3 separate regions of the Mus musculus genome follow, and regions 1 and 3 are each linked to region 2. The links are chromatin contacts, called in public Micro-C and promoter capture Hi-C maps. All regions are on one chromosome and are shown on one strand. Each heading gives the region's core, a stretch centred on a gene start, on an enhancer-like site or on the middle of the called end of the contact. The rest is flanking DNA. Distances are from core to core; before and after follow the strand shown.

The links. Promoter capture Hi-C pulls out the DNA fragments that hold promoters and counts their contacts. Hi-C and Micro-C count contacts between places; a contact is called where the count stands out from the background.
Region 1: a Micro-C map of embryonic stem cells shows a contact between it and region 2, with 3 times the contacts expected there. The contact joins the enhancer-like site here to the promoter of Cntrl in region 2. A contact is called at or near these places in 1 of 15 datasets of contacts at CTCF or cohesin (CD8 T cells), 4 of 484 Hi-C or Micro-C datasets (B cells, CD8 T cells, Th1 cells and 1 more), 5 of 115 datasets of contacts at active chromatin or transcription factors (CD8 T cells, bone marrow-derived dendritic cells, effector CD8 T cells and 1 more) and 3 of 9 other capture datasets (adipose tissue, liver and pancreatic islet).
Region 3: a contact with region 2 is called in a promoter capture Hi-C map of the C10 cell line, with 3 times the contacts expected there. The contact joins the enhancer-like site here to the promoter of Cntrl in region 2. A contact is called at or near these places in 11 of 39 promoter capture datasets (the C10 cell line, the HPC-7 cell line, HPC-7-derived erythroid cells and 6 more), 2 of 15 datasets of contacts at CTCF or cohesin (CD8 T cells and pro-B cells), 27 of 484 Hi-C or Micro-C datasets (B cells, CD4 T cells, CD8 T cells and 18 more), 25 of 115 datasets of contacts at active chromatin or transcription factors (the 230-238 cell line, CD8 T cells, Th17 cells and 14 more) and 4 of 9 other capture datasets (adipose tissue, embryonic stem cells, liver and 1 more).

What each region holds. Positions count from the first base shown.
Region 1 is chr2:34,943,484-34,946,711 of GRCm38.p6, reverse strand. Traf1 (TNF receptor-associated factor 1) reads left to right here. Exons shown (of 10, transcript NM_001326601.1): 8 at 1-30; 9 at 1,166-1,314; 10 at 2,621-3,228. The coding sequence ends at 2,839. Among named protein-coding and RNA genes, the nearest start is that of Gm52552, 6.2 kb to the left of the region's middle. Within about 2 kb of position 1,736, at least 98 of the 459 cell types and tissues checked have an H3K27ac peak or open chromatin away from gene starts, as enhancers often do. A contact at or near this core is called in B cells, CD8 T cells, Th1 cells and 3 more, where this site is marked.
Region 2 is chr2:35,107,757-35,110,769 of GRCm38.p6, reverse strand. It overlaps Cntrl (centriolin), which reads right to left and starts at 1,274. Exons shown (of 44, transcript NM_001379274.1): 1 at 1,141-1,274.
Region 3 is chr2:34,889,128-34,892,437 of GRCm38.p6, reverse strand. Cutal (cutA divalent cation tolerance homolog-like) reads right to left here. Exons shown (of 6, transcript NM_030021.3): 6 at 305-2,158. The coding sequence ends at 2,056. Among named protein-coding and RNA genes, the nearest start is that of Cutal, 16 kb to the right of the region's middle. Within about 2 kb of position 1,862, at least 5 of the 459 cell types and tissues checked have an H3K27ac peak or open chromatin away from gene starts, as enhancers often do.

The sequences.
Region 1 (3,228 bases), core at 487-2,986, 160 kb after region 2:
GTGGCCGGACTGTCAGCCTCTTCTCTCCAGGTGACTCCTCCTCGCGGCCACAGAGACTGGTAGGAGAGGGAAGGCATGGAGTGAAAACAGCCATGCTAGGTCAGCTGGGGTCCCTGACAGTGATTAGAGGGAGACAGACACCGTGCTCTGACCCATGGCTCTCTCCTCCTGAATGTCACCTGCACTCTGTAAAGAGGAACAAAAGTCAGGTTCTTCTTGAGGCTGTGGGATGAGAAGGGGCCTTGGGAGCCTACGTTCAATGGTGAGAGTGGAGCAAATGAGGAACTCTCCAGGAAGCAATCTTCAGTAGGAGGCAGAGGAGCGAGTCAGGCACTGGGGAGCTGTGTGCACGATGGGCAAACCATGGCAACGGTAAATGGGTGGCTCTTTGTTTCTGGGTCCCTTGCTCAAAACAATGATTTTACAGAGTAGTGACTTGGTAGGACCTTGCCATCCCTGAATGTGACCTTTGAGAGCCTTGCCAAGTGCTTGTCCTCCCAGCCTCATTTTACATAAAAATAAACTGAAGCCAAAGAGGTGGGGTCCCCAGCAGGGGCTGCTTAGAGCTGTGCAGAGCCCTTCCCAAGAATGTGCCATCAGGGAAAGAGCTCCATAGGACCCCAGGCTTGGTCACTGGCGATGTCTTGCCTCTTGGAGCCATTCCTAAGGATTTTTAGCAAAACCAAAAAGTACCCTTCTCATACCAGCCTCCAGGGAGGGCCCAACCTTTGGGTAACAGAGAAGACTCAATGCCAAGATTTGGTAGGCCTGGGCCTTAACCCGAATTCTGTTCTGGGTCATAAAACAATACCCAGCCACTTCCTCAGTCTCTAGCTATTTGATGGTTCGTTAAAATGGTAGCTCCCAAGTGTAACTGGGAGGCAAGCCTCAAGGCACCCCATGGAAGAATTAAAACCACAAATGCTAGCTCACCCCCACTGCTGAGTCAGCACTGTCAAATATGGGGCCTTCCCTGTGATCAGAAGGGCAGGTGCCAGCCCCAGGGCTAGGCAATTAGAGCATGACCTACCTCAGCACTTTCCTAGAGAAGAGGGCTGGGCCCCAAACCCCGATATCCTCAGGGTTCCTGCTGAACCCCACCCCCTCATCCTCACTGCCCAGTGCCGCCCTGCTGCCCTGTACTGACACTGGCTTCACCTTGCAGCTTTCTACACTGCCAAGTATGGTTACAAGTTGTGCCTGCGCTTGTACCTGAACGGGGATGGCTCAGGCAAGAAGACCCACCTGTCCCTCTTCATCGTGATCATGAGAGGAGAATACGATGCTCTCCTGCCCTGGCCTTTCAGGAACAAGGTATGGGGAGAAGATGGTTTGAGGGGACGGCATGGTAACGTGGGCCCTGCTGACTTTAGCCATGGACTTGAAGACCTGGGCAAGCCTCCTTTAGTTACTTTAATCCATTTCCTTCTATAAAATGAAGCCGAATGCAAATCCCGCAGCCAGGACTCCCCCAACCCTCTGAGCAGGAGCTGCTGTTTCTGGAACAGGGCATCCCGAGGAGAGATTAAACAAGCGCTAGCCTATCTAAAGCCCTCCCCAGGAATTCCGGTGCCAGCAAGTTTAAAAACAGCCTCAGTGGATAGTGAGAAGCAGTGTTTCCTGGGGTATATTCAAGGGCTTGTGCCAGGGCAGAGTTTGCGTCGTGCTTAGGTGATCCACTTCTCAGGGAGGTTAAGTGGTCTGCTCTGGGTAAAGACGCTCAGCTCTGCGGAAGTCCCAAGACTTGACAGAAGCCCCGCCCCCAGCGGAAGTAGGTTTCTCTGCAGAGTGGAGGGAGGTCCCAGCTCGAGTTTCTGAGTCAGAAGCCAAGGCTAGGTGCCTGTGTCCAGCCTTCTTGTCAGTACATCTTAGTCTCAGCTGCCAATGTAACTATGACATCAGAATCCCCACTGCTGTTGGCCTAGGGAGAGGGCTCAAATGATGAGTCCAGTTCCCCAGAATCCACATCAAAAATCAAGTACAGAGCCGGGCGTGGTGGTGCACGCCTTTAATCCCAGCATTCGGGAGGCAGAGGCAGGCAGATTTCTGAGTTCGAGGCCAGCCTGGTCTACAAAGTGAGTTCCAGGACAGCCAGGGCTATACAGAGAAACCCTGTCTCCAAAAAAAAAAAAAAAAAAAAAAATCAAGTACAGGCACCTGCCATCCCAGAACTGAGAAGGAGGGGACATGAGGACCTGTGGAGCTTGCTAGACAGTCAGCATACATTAATTAACCAGTTATCTCCAAATCTAAATAAATAAGGAAAGCAATTAAGGAAGACACCTAAATGGTGACCTCTGTTTATACACACACACACACACACACACACACACACACACACGTATACACACATGCACACACACACAGAATTTCCACTGCCTTCCTGCTGTGTGGGCCAGTGAAGGGTAAAGCCTGAAGCTGCCACAGTACCAGATGTTCCTCCCACTCCCACGCACAGATGTGAAGTCCTGACACTGCCGCCTCCACTCCGTGTAAACTAAGGGTCAGAGGCACAGCCCAAGCAGTGTGCATGCAGCCCCTCTGACCCCAAACACTGGCCTTCCATGAGGGAGAGTGCCGTCCTCTGAAGCCTGACCATCTACCTGCCTCTACCCTACAGGTCACCTTTATGCTACTTGACCAGAACAACCGAGAGCATGCTATTGATGCCTTCCGGCCTGACCTGAGCTCAGCCTCCTTCCAGCGGCCACAGAGTGAGACCAACGTGGCCAGCGGCTGCCCGCTCTTCTTCCCCCTCAGCAAGCTGCAGTCACCCAAGCACGCCTACGTCAAAGATGACACAATGTTCCTCAAATGCATTGTGGACACTAGTGCTTAGGGATGGGGGGAGGGGGTGTCTCCTGACAGAACCAGCTTAGACTGGGGGACTTAGCTAGACAGCCAGGCCCTGCCTGCCCTTGGAGCCCACAGCCCACGACAAGGAGGAGCCAAGGCTGGCATGACTTCAGCGCCACAGCATGCTGGTTATGGCTGATGTGAGGCTGGAGAAACGTGTGCGTACAGAGACAGAGTGGAGGAGAAGACAGAAGTGCTCTTTTCACACAGACTACACGACACCAGGAGGCCAGCATGCCAGCAGCTTCTGAATGTTGAGACCAGCCTAGATCAGGATGAAAAGAGCCAGGCCTGAGGCTTGGACATTGAGCCAAGGCTATGGGGCCTAAGTGGAGGGGCACTCCTACCAGGACATTCTCTCGAGGTCAGGGC
Region 2 (3,013 bases), core at 25-2,524:
TCAAATAAGACAAATGCTCATCTGCAACCAACGAAGCTGTCCTTGCAGATTCTATTTCTGTCCATAAGTGCTGTCCATTCTCAGAACCCTGATTCACTGAGAGGGTCAGCCTATGAGATAGTGTGTGTTTCTACATGCAGACTTCACAGGAGCTATGGCAACTCAGGGAGGGAAGCAGGGGTGTGGAACCATCACTTAATCTTTCAGTGATCCAGGTTTCTGGAACCCACTGAATACTTCCCTAATTCTATAGGAATCATTACTTAGAAGTAATAATTTACTAATCAGGGGAAGTAACATAGGACCTCATAATAATTTAATGAGGATTTGATAAGAATAATTCTAGATGGTTTATAATTTCAGATTTTTTAAGAGAAGACTATGATGTAGGATACAAAATAATTGAATTGTCTAGTGATATAGAATGCACTGCAACCAGAGACATGGGAGCCAAATAAACCCTTTCCTCCCGGAGTTGCTTTCTGTCACAATGTCTTACCACAGCAATGGAAACCTTAACTAAGACATCTAGGAAGTGGTTAAGGGACATGCCCAGAGCCCCAGTGAGATGGCTCGGTGGGTAAGGGCATTTTCTGTGCTAATTTGACGTTCTAAGTTCTGTATCTGTAGCCCACGGAAAAGTGGAGAAAACCCGACTCCACAAAGTTGTCCTTTGCCCTCCATATGCGCATCACGATATGTGTCCCGTGTCCGTCCCCCCACCCCCATCATCCACACATGCTTCAAAAAGGAAAAAAGGAACAAGCTCAGAGTCACAGAACTGAGGTTAAACAGCAGAGCCCTCAGGACCGCCAGCCCATCTCCATCGCAGTTATCCCGCAGACGGTGACACACCCCGGCACTCTTCCCTCTCTGCGGGAACCTCATCCTTCTAAGCGCCGCACCCCAACTTTGCGACTCAGCAGCGCCCCGACCTAGGCTGTGCACGCCTCTCCTCCCCTGCCCTCCCTCCCCTGCCCACGCCGGCCCCGGCCCTCCTCCTTCCCGTCCAATCCCCTTTCCAAGCACACTCCCCCGCCCCGAATGCGTCCGGAGCCGGCACACCTCACGCTGGACCAGGGCTTTCCGGCCTTTGCCGCCCGCCACCCAGGCTCGGTCCGGACGCCGAAGTACACTCACCGCCTCAGCACGGGAAGGAACGGCCTAGCGGGAGGGGCGAGGCGGAGACGCCGGGATACTTCCCCTCAGGAGACCGACAGCACAGCAGCCATTTTGTTGTGTTGTGCCGGTTGCCGAGAGGGCCAGCTTGGTGTGGGCGGGGCTTGTTATCGCCACGCCCCCGACACGGACTAGTGGACGGGACGGGGCGGAGGCGCTTCCCGCCACCCTTGCCGCCTCTGCGCGCGCTCAATTTGGGGGTGCGAAGCTTCCGGGTATGAACCTGGCGGGCTGTGGTCAGCCCTCTGGGCGCCGAGTCTGTGAGGAGAGATTTTTTCCACTGAAGCAATGGGGGAAGGCTTACGTTCCTCTCCCTAAGGCAACAACCGGAGGAACCAGTATGGAGATGTTCACAGCATTCGATCTTGGGATGATGGAAGGCAGGCCTTGAGCTCTCCCGTGTCTCGATGCACACTATCCTTTACGCGACTATTTTGGAGGCAAATTGTCATACTTGGAAACTGATCGAGCCGGACGTGGCTGCACCTCAAGACTGCTTGGGCTCCAGTGACCATTCACTTGAGCTATATGATCCTAGGATTCACAGTCCAAGAGTGCCCCTTATGTTAGTACAAAAGAACTAAAGCAAGCATTTACAGAGACTTGAGCAGATCATGCCCCAAAGAGCAGCCTTCTACTGTATTTCCTAATTGTCTGCACCATGTGCTTGCGGAGGCCAGAAGAGGGCATCAGATCCCACATAACTGCAGGTACAGACCTTTGTGAGCTGCCATTTGGGTAGAGGAATCGAACCTGGGGCCTCTGGAAGAGCAGTTATATGCTCTTAAGCACTGAGCCATCTCTGCACCCTCTCCATCATCTTTCTTAACTACCTTGTTCTCCAGTCAGGCATTAACGTTTCCTTTCTTTACCACAAACTTCCTGGCTCATTTTTCTAACACTTTTACAAATTTCCTTTCTGCCTCAATTTCTACTCTCATGTAACATATAATCGTCCCCATTTCCAGCAGTTAACCTTAATGATTTGAAAGAACTTAGAACAGTAGCTGATAAGTCTAATTTTTATCATTAAGCAAGACTTCTTAGAAGTCAACTTTCATCTTAACTCTGAAAGAAGAGTTTAACCAAGGGCAGGTGTTTGCTTGGCAAAGAGAACAGCTTGTACAAACCCCAGGAAGGATTGGGAAAGTTGGCAATGAGCTGGACATTAAGTAATTCAGGGCGGTTTGAAGAAAACATAAGTAATGCACAAATGCAGTTCAGTATGAATTATGCAAACGTCTGGTGTGGTGACGCTAAATATGAAGGGGAACCTTTTAAGCAGCATGAAGCCTGTTTGTAGAAGCTGAGGTCGTTTGACCTAATGGGAAGTTCTGATCATTTCCAGCAGGAGGCACTATTGGATCTGGTGGGCATGGTCCTCTCTTTCTCCGCAACTTTGCAGCACAATTTTTGGCTGTTGGAAAGCAAACTCTATGCAAAGATCTATTTAACCTTGAAAGGACTTTGGACCTATTTTCAGACAAAGTTCAGATGTTAGGTATTAGTTCAGTGTACATTGGTGAGATTCTGGTCTTTGGTACTTGTCTTTCAGCCAGAGACTTGGATTAATTGCACAAACTCATGATTGTTTTCCCTAATCTGTAATGGCATTCAGATGAGTTCCATCGTCAGATTACACTGTGCCAGAGTCAATTCATCAGTCCAGTCAGTAGTCATCAAAAAGTACACACAAAATCCAGGGGTCTCTCTCGGAACACTCATTTTTCTCTGCTTTCATGTTGCCCTATTTTCCTCCTTTATAGAGATATAGTAACTAACCTTCTCTGGGTCTAGCATGGTGGAAATCTTGGTTGTACCTCCAGCCTCAGAT
Region 3 (3,310 bases), core at 613-3,112, 220 kb after region 2:
AAGCCTAACTTAGCCAAAATAAGACAGGAAGCTTCCTCCGGGCATGGTGGCGCACGCCTTTAATCCCAGCACTTGGGAGGCAGAGGCAGGCGGATTTCTGAGTTCGAGGCCAGCTTGGTCTACAGAGCGAGTTCCAGAACAGCCAGGGCTATACAGAGAAACCCTGTCTCGAAAAACCAAAAAAAAAAAAAAAAAAAAAGAAAAGAAAAGAAAAAAAAAGGATAAGAAGCTTCCTAAACAGCTCAAGAAAGGTTATGTTGATGACATACATACCACAGAATACAAATCAATTAAAACCACAGGTATAATAGTCTCTTAGATTTTTTTTAAAAAAAATAGACATTATGCCTATTACAACTTAAAAGTAAATTCATGGTGTAGAGAAAGCTTTGTTTATTTAAATCCTTGAAACTGAAATGTCAACTTGGGAAGTAATTCTTAAGCCTTGGGCAAGAGATCAACAAGATTCAGACAGGCCTCTGACCTCCGACCCAGGAGAGAGGCTTTTCAAAGGTAGAGGGGACTTCATGAGCACAGGGACAGTGCAGGGTAGGGTCACCCATCTGCCACACAGGGGACACTTGAGGTGGGAATGGAAAGGACAGCGTTCTGAAAGGAAGACCTATAAACTGGACTTTCTCCAAAAAGCAACATGGTCCATCTGGGGTCATTTTAAGTAGGGTTTTCAAGACTTGTGTATACTTCAGAAACTGGTATTTTAAGACCAGAAATCTCCACTCCTCAGCCACCAGTGGAATTCTCTAGTCCTTTGGAAGGGCCTCAAGCTACAGTGCTGATCAGGTTTTCAGAGGTATGCCCTTGGACCATCTGGTATTTGGGGACATCAAGGTGGGAGACACACAGCAATTAGAACTAGAATGTGGTTCTATTTGTCTTATGTGAACCCACCCCTCCCACTGCCATTGAAGAGACCAGGACACTATAGCCGTCTGTATCCCAACTCTAACCACCCGTGGGCTGCCCACTGGAGTTAGCTTGTGAGATTCAGGAATGGGGTTTGTTTCACCTCTGCATTTTCACAGCTTTGGGCTCAGCATCCCCCATCCTTCCCTCTTCTCTTCAGAGATGCCTGGGACCAGCGTAGAAGATACTGGTGTAGCTTACACCTCAGCATGGTATGAAAAACCTTGGATAGTCTGTGATTCAATATGGCCCCCTTCTGAAATTCCATGAAATGCACTGCTTTGTGATAATGCATAAAATGGAGAGAATCACAACAGTGATTTACAAACTTCTGACAGTTTCACTTGGAGCGTGGATGATGGTCACATTCCTTGAGAAGTTCAGGGGTTCCTCTGTCAACCTCAGAAGCTCTGTCTAGCAAATCCAAAACAAACAAACAAACAAACAAACAAACAAACAAACCACACTGGCCAGCAGGTTCCCAGGGCTCAGAACCTACATCTCCAGGATATTTGTGTCTAGTATATTAAATCCAGTAAAAAAAAAAAATCAAGATTTAGTCCCAACCCATGAGTCTGTGTTGAAGCCCTAATATCCCCCTAGTCTGTTTAGGCTCGGGCACCCCTTTTCTAGCTTCACCTCTGTAAGATTCAAAAGCAAGAATCAATTCTGTTGACCTCTAATCGTACCAGGACTGTTCATTGTTTTGAATAGAGCCCATATCAATTGTTTTAGAAAGTAGCTCTCCCACACACCCCTAGATGATCAAGGTCACCTATCCCCACAAGAAACAGAGGAACAATCATACCCTAGGTACTTTATGGTCAGCCCAGAGCCTGAAGACGAGAAACCTCACCGTCACTGCTGCCTCCCCTCAGTCTCTCATCCTTACCCACGTACCCTCAGGCCACCTGCAAACACACGAAACCGGTTCCACTTGGTTCTTGGAGGCCTGATTGGCTTTCACTTCCAGCCTTGACATTCTCAGCCCTTCATTCAGCATGCACAGGTCAGCTAGAACCTGTCTGCTGTTAGGAACATTCAATGGGAGGCAGAAGGAGGCCTGCTTTTTCCCAGAACACAGTCAACAAAGGCTAGAGGCAGAAGCCTGCACAATAAGGTTCTCTCTCCTTAGTTCTCCTTCATTCCCTCCTCAAGCCATCGTAAAAAGCGAGCATCTCCTTGGTCCATGGGAATACTGAAGACCTCTGGGATTTCAAAAGGATGCGCCAACCTTTGGAAAGAAAGCAGAACCATAGTGAGTGACTGGTAGGATCAACCTACATGATAAAACCCAACCCATAGGCTCTCTAGAGGCCCCGAACAATCAGCCGATGTCCAATGTCATGGCCCAGCCTGCCCGAGCCTATTTCCCATTCAACAGGTACTGGGTTGGGTCAGGTGCCTTTAGAGTCCTAGAGAAATGGGTTCAAATTCTATGCCTGCCCTTACTAGATCTGGAAACTACTGGCTATGTCTTTTAATTTCTCAGAACATCCCTACAAAAGAGGATAAAAACAAACCTTTTGAGTGGCTCGCTGAGGACTAGCTAAGACAGGGTGTCCAAAGCACCTAGCTAGTGATCAAGACTGCACACACTCATATTCACTACTCTTTCCATCGTCATCCACACACATTGCTACATCTTCCTGCCCCTTCTCCAAAGCCTCCATATTCCTTCCTACCTAGAAATCCCTCCCTGTTCCTACTGATCAGCCAGAATCCCCTCTCTTGAGCCTCAAGGCCAAACAATCCCTGAGCTTCCCACGGGGCCCTAACTGACAAGCCTGGCTCAGGCCCCTGCCTCTCTGCTCTGTTCACCAGGCACGCAGCACACAATGCCTGTTCTTTTCACATTGTCTCTCGTGTATCAGCTGAGGGTAATAATTATTTGCTTTCTGATCAACTTAGAGCCACTGGAATGTTCTCATGCAATAACATGTTTAATTAACTGTAGTCTGTTTATAAGTAGTGTGGCATTCACAGCAAGTAGGGCTGTTTTATTAAGAACCTGAGACTATCAATTCGATGAACTTATTTCATGGACACCAAGGCCGGAATCTTTTTTTTTTTTTTTTTAATAAACAGACATGGAATTTAAAGAATCTGAATGTCTTAGCAGTAAGATGAACTGTTGAAACACTTCTCAGGTATACTTCATGTATTCTCATACAGATGACAACCTGGGAGCTGTCCCTCACAGGTTTTGAGTCACCCAAGCTGCCTCATCCCTTCACCTCTACTGAGGTGGTAACAAAAGGCCCTTCTCTGTGGTTAGAATTGACACTCAGCTACAGCCTTATGGCCACAAAATCATAGTCCTCTAAGGTGTGAAGGCAGTGAATTTTCTCATGCAGAGCAAGGATTTGTAGCCCAAGCTGCATAT